Regions from separate parts of the Mus musculus genome. Here region 1 is linked to region 2. The links are chromatin contacts, called in public HiChIP or PLAC-seq maps. All regions are on one chromosome and are shown on one strand. Each heading gives the region's core, a stretch centred on a gene start, on an enhancer-like site or on the middle of the called end of the contact. The rest is flanking DNA. Distances are from core to core; before and after follow the strand shown. Region 1 has its middle 9.5 kb from the start of Gm12974. Region 2 has its middle 17 kb from the start of Zdhhc18.

Evidence for each region. HiChIP or PLAC-seq counts read pairs in DNA pulled down with a chosen protein or histone mark.
Region 1: a contact with region 2 is called in a CTCF HiChIP or PLAC-seq map of CD8 T cells, with 9 read pairs. The contact joins two enhancer-like sites. A contact is called at or near these places in 13 of 39 promoter capture datasets (the C10 cell line, the HPC-7 cell line, cranial neural crest and 9 more), 8 of 15 datasets of contacts at CTCF or cohesin (CD8 T cells, the NIH/3T3 cell line, embryonic stem cells and 3 more), 219 of 484 Hi-C or Micro-C datasets (the 4T1 cell line, 8-cell embryo, the AML12 cell line and 109 more), 52 of 115 datasets of contacts at active chromatin or transcription factors (the 230-238 cell line, CD8 T cells, the HPC-7 cell line and 30 more) and 6 of 9 other capture datasets (adipose tissue, embryonic stem cells, embryonic tail and 3 more).

What each region holds. Positions count from the first base shown.
Region 1 is chr4:133,824,602-133,827,301 of GRCm38.p6, reverse strand. No RefSeq gene overlaps it. Among named protein-coding and RNA genes, the nearest start is that of Gm12974, 9.5 kb to the right of the region's middle. Within about 2 kb of position 1,356, at least 23 of the 459 cell types and tissues checked have an H3K27ac peak or open chromatin away from gene starts, as enhancers often do. A contact at or near this core is called in CD8 T cells, DN2 thymocytes, the P5424 cell line and 5 more, where this site is marked.
Region 2 is chr4:133,648,793-133,651,492 of GRCm38.p6, reverse strand. It overlaps the pseudogene Gm13213. Among named protein-coding and RNA genes, the nearest start is that of Zdhhc18, 17 kb to the right of the region's middle. Within about 2 kb of position 1,297, at least 75 of the 459 cell types and tissues checked have an H3K27ac peak or open chromatin away from gene starts, as enhancers often do. A contact at or near this core is called in CD8 T cells, DN2 thymocytes, the P5424 cell line and 5 more, where this site is marked.

The DNA.
Region 1 (2,700 bases), core at 107-2,606, 180 kb before region 2:
CCAGCACTCAGGAGGCAGAAGCAAGATTAGTTTAGCCATTTGGGGCCAGCAAGATGACACAAATGGCTTGCCACCAAGCCTATTGACCTAAGTTTGATCCCCAGGACCCACACAGTAAAGGAAAAAAAAACAAAGTCTGCAAGTTGTCCTCTGACCGTCCCATGTAAGTGTATCATGTTATCATATGCACATGCAAGAAATAAATAACCTGGTAATTTAAAAAAAGATTTATTTATTATTATATGTAAGTACACTGTAGCTGTCTTCAGATGCACCAGAAAAGGACATCAGATCTCATTATGGGTGGTTGTGAGCCACCATGTGGTTGCTGGGATTTGAACTCAGGACCTTCAGAAGAACAGTCGGTGCTCTTAACCACTGAGCCATCTCTTTAGCCCCCGATAACCTTTTAAACATTTTTTTTTTCTGTTTTGTGCAATCTAAGTTTATTTCACTGATGGAAACATTTCTCTTTGCGCAATTTTTTATGCATAATACATCATCAAGCTTAATGTCTATGTACAGTGCCAAAACATATTTGTTCTGGTGTGTGTGTGTGTATGTGTTTGTGGGATGTGTGTGTGTGTGTGTGTGTGTGTGTGTGTGTGTGTTTGTGTGTGTGGTGTTCATTTGTCAAGGTTGAAACTTACCTTTAAGGCCAGGCATGGTGGTGCATGTCTTTAATGCCATCACTTGGGAGGCAGAAGCCAAAGGATCATTGTGAATTTGAGACCAGCCTGGTCTACAAAGCAAGTTCCAGGGCACCCAGAGCTTTAGTTCAAGGCCAGGTCTGGACAGATGGCTCAGTGGTTAAGAGCACTGGCTGCTCTTCTAGAAGACCGGAGTTCAATTCCCAGCACCCACAAGGCAGCTTACAACCATCTGTAGCTGCAGTTCCAGGGCATCAGTGTGGGCACTGCACGCACACACCACAGAGACACACATGCAGCAAAACACCATTCAAATAAAATAATGGGTTTTTTAAAAATTGCTTAAAAACTAAAAGGAAAGCGAAAAGTTCAAGGCTAGCCTGGGCTCCACCGGAAGACCCTATCTTAGAAACTGAAGCAGGAAAGAAGAGCAGAGAGTTAACTTTTAGAAAGAATCAAATTTGAGAAATGGAAGCAGTTCCATCTCTCTCTTGTTTGAATCCGGGGATTGATAAATGTCCCTGCTTATCGAGCCCTGCACTGTTTTTTGTTGTTTTTTTTTTTCTCAGAGTCTCAGAATTCTTTGTATGGGAGCCCAGGGCTAGAAGGGGATCCTGTTTCGGCAGTGACTGAGGCTTCCAACTTTCAGGACCTCTGCCTAGGAACCTGTGCCAGCTGCCTGCCTTTCGGTTTTAAGTTTAACTTCACAAGCAGCCTTTCCAACAGTACTGTGGCTTTCTCTCCCTTTTATATGACAGATGTGGTTTCACAGGGCATCTAGGGGTTGCTTGGATTTGAAGTGAATACTTATGGGAGGGGGCAGGGGAGGAGGTAGTTATTCTAATTTGGAAACTGAAACAGCAACTCTGATAGAAGAAATAAAGTGTTTGGAGTCAAAAGACTGGAGTTTTAACACTTGACTCCACCACACTTTACCAGGGCACATTTAAGACAAGACACTTATCTCCCTGAGAGTTAGCACAGACCCCAGCCCCCATCCTCCCTGTGAACTCTGAGCATCATGGCAGTCAGTAGTCTGTATTTCATAGTGAGGTCAAACAGGAGGAAAAATTTGAAATTTTTATATTTTTTTAACAACGCAATGCTAGGAGGCAGGTGGGTCTTCAAGTTTAAAGTTAGCCTGGTTTATGGAGTGAGTTCCAGGACAGCCAGGGCTACACAGAGATGAAACAAAACAAACAAACAAACAAACAAACTCCAAAACAACAACAAGCAAACCAAACCCCCAAAAGTGGGGAGACAGAAGAAAAAAAGAGACCAAAATAAAATAAAATTAAAATTAAAACAAAAGCCAGGCAGTGGTGGCACACGCCTTTAATCCCAGCACTTGGAAGGCAGAGGCAGGAGGATTTCTGAGTTCGAGGCCAGACTGGTCTACAAAGTGAGTTCCAGGACAGCAAGGGCTACACAGAGAAAACCTGTCTCGAAAAACCAAAAAGAGAAAAAAGAAAAGAAAGGAAAGGAAAGAGGAAAAAAAGAGAAATAACCTGGGGCAGGGTTAAGATAGCTCATTCGCCAGGCCTAGAGACTTGTTTTGTTTTTCAAAATCCAAAGAAGAGACTCTTTTTTCAATTAAAATTTTTTTTTTTTTTTTTTTTTTTTTGGTTTTTCGAGACAGGGTTTCTCTGTGTAACCCTGGCTGTTCTGGAACTCACTCTGTAGATCAGGCTGGTCTCGAACTCAGAAATCCACCTGCCTCTGCCTCCCAAGTGCTGGGACTAAAGGCGTGCACCATCACCGCCCAGCCAAAGAAGAGACTTTAATTCCCTCAAGTTGGCCTTGACTTTCATATGGGTTCATATGGGTGGCACATGACCCAGACAAGGCCTAGCACGCTTGGAGCCCTGGATTCTCCCTGGAGCACAGAAGCCTGATAAGCCAGCATGACATTAGTCTCAGTGTTCTCTGCGAGGTCAAGGCTAGCCTGGTCTACCCAGGGAGTTCCTGGACAGCCAGGGAAACAGAGAGAGACCCTGAATCAAAAAGCCCAGGCAGGTTAGAGCACACCTGCAGTCCTTACACTCGAGGG
Region 2 (2,700 bases), core at 48-2,547:
TAAGTTGTGCCTTGACGACTCTCCTCCTTGGCAAATGTCCAGTTTTCGCCAATAGCTCCCTATATGAGGGTCTACTGTTAATTTTAGGGTTCAGCCAGCTGGAGGCTGGGTGGGGTTGGGGGCTAAAATTTGCTTTTGAGGACTGACAGTGGCCATGTACAGCCAAGCCTAAGGCCTTGAGTTCAGTCCCAGGAATCCATGGGGCGAAAGAAGAAGAAAGCCAAGCCCTGGGGGCTGGAGAGATGGCTCAGCAGGTAAGAGCACCAACTGCTTTTCCGAAGGTCCTGAGTTCAAATCCCAGCAACCATATGGTGGCTCACAGCCATCCATAAGGAGATCTGATGCCCTCTTCTGGAGTGTCTGCAGACAGCTACAGTGTACTTACATATAATAAATAAAAACAACAACAACAAAACAAAAAACAAGCCCTGTAAATTGTCCTTCAACTGCCACATGGGCACAGATGGGAAGGGACACATATGGAGACACACAATAAATAATTAAATGTAATTTTATTTTTTCTTTATTTATTTTTCTTTCTTTTTTATTTTTTGGTTTTACCGAGACAGGGTTTCTCTGTATAGCCCTGGCTGTCCTAGAACTCACTTTGTAGACCAGGCTGGCTTCGAACTCAGAAATCTGCCTGCCTCTGCCTCCCGGGTGCTGGGATTAAATGCATGTGCCACCACACCCAGCTCCTAAATGTAATTTAAAAACAGGATTTATGTATTTATTTTATGTATGTGAGTACACACCAGAAGAGGACATCAGATTCCATTACAGGTAGTTGTGAGCCACCATGTGGTTGCTGGGAATTGAACTCAGGACCTCTGGAAGAGCAGTCGGTGCTCTTAACTGCTGAGCCATCTCTCTAGCCCCATTAAATGTACTTTTGAATTGCAAATATAATCTTTTACATTTTAATTATATGAGAATTTTGCCTGCATGTGCACCATATACATGCAAGTGCCCAGAATGGCCAGAAGAGGGCGTCAATCCCCTGGAACTGGAGTTATAGACAGCTGTAGTAAGCCACCTTGTAGGTGTTAGGAATTAAACCTCTGCCCTCTGGAAAAAAAAAACAACTGTCCAGCTCCATATACATATTACAAATACCTCTCTTCTGCTAATTACTATGTTTTTTGTTTGTTTAGCTCTGTGCTCCAAAATATTTTTGGAGATAGATACTGGAGCACTGCACAGAAAAATTGTGTAACTGGTGCCAGCAGCCTCTGTGTTAGGCTGTGCCAGTAAAGGCCACGAGAGGGCAATAGTGAGGCCAGAGGAAGAAGGGAGGCGTTGGCTCCTTCAACTGGCTTCCTGTTCCTGTGAGGGTCCTAATACTCCTCTCCTGTAGCTGCAGGTCCTTCCTGCCCTTGCTGTGGAATGAACTTTGGACATGTGTTTCCCCAGCAACAGTCACAGAAACAGCTCCATAGCATCCCACACGGAGACAGCAGCATCTAGCTAGTCTGCGTCCCTGTCCCCGGCAAGTACAGAGACAGCCGGCAAGAACACTAGATGTTTCCAGTGTCCGAAGGGCTCTGTCCAGCCCCTCCAGATGTCACAGGTTCAGTAACTCCAAACTCTTGGGTTTACTCTCTGATCTAGACAGTATAGATGCGTCTTGCTTGTTCATGTCCTTTTAATTGGGTGGGGGGAGCGTATTCATTTTCTTTTATCTACATATGAATCTTTTGCCTGCATATAAACCAGGCTAGCCTCAAACTCAGAGATCCACCTTATTTATGACTCCCGAGTGCTGGGATTAAAAGTGTGCGTCAGCCGGGCAGTGGTGGTGCATGCCTTTCATCCCAGCGCTTGGGAGGAAGAGGCAGGTGGATTTCTGAGTTCTCTCTGCTGGAGAGATGGCTCAGTGGTTAAGAGCACTGACTGCTCTTCCAGAGGTCCTGAGTTCAATTCCTAGCAACCACATGGTGGCTCACAACCATCTGTAATGGGATCTGATGCCCTCTTCTGGTGTGTCTGAGGACAACTAGAGTGTACTCATGTACATAGAATAAATATATAATTCTTTTTAAAAAAACTGTTTACACAAGCAGGAAAGAAATTGTAATTAAATTTATTTATTTGTGTGTGTGTGTGCCACTGAAGGGCACATGGTGGGTGACTTGGGTCTGTCCTGCTATCATATGGGCCTTGGGCATCAATTTTGGGCTCAAGTGCTTTCATGTGCCAAGCTATCTCACTGGCTCTGATGAAAACATTTTTAATAAGTTCATAGCCTAAGTATAGAGCATCAGTTCTCAACCTATGATCGGGTCATGACCCTTTTACAAGGGCTACATATCAGATATCCAGCATGTCAGATATTTACATTATGATTCATAACAGTAGCAAAATTATAGTTGTGAAGTAGCAAAAAATAATGTAATGGTTGGGGTCACCACAACATGAGGAACTGTATTAAAGACATTAGGAAGGTTGAGAACCATTCATCTAGAATGTTCATAAAACCTCTAGGGCTATCTAGAAGGGTCCTGGCCCTTGACACCTCTCAAGGTTCATTCTCTAATTCACCTAGAGTGACTCTCGGTCCTCATGGTAATTTGATAGATATGGCCCCATAGACTCATGTGTTTGAATGCTTGGCCCATAGGGAGTGGCACTATTAGGAGGTGTGGCCTTGTTGGGGCTGTGGGGGCTTCCTTTGAGATCTCCTATGCTCAAGGTATGCCA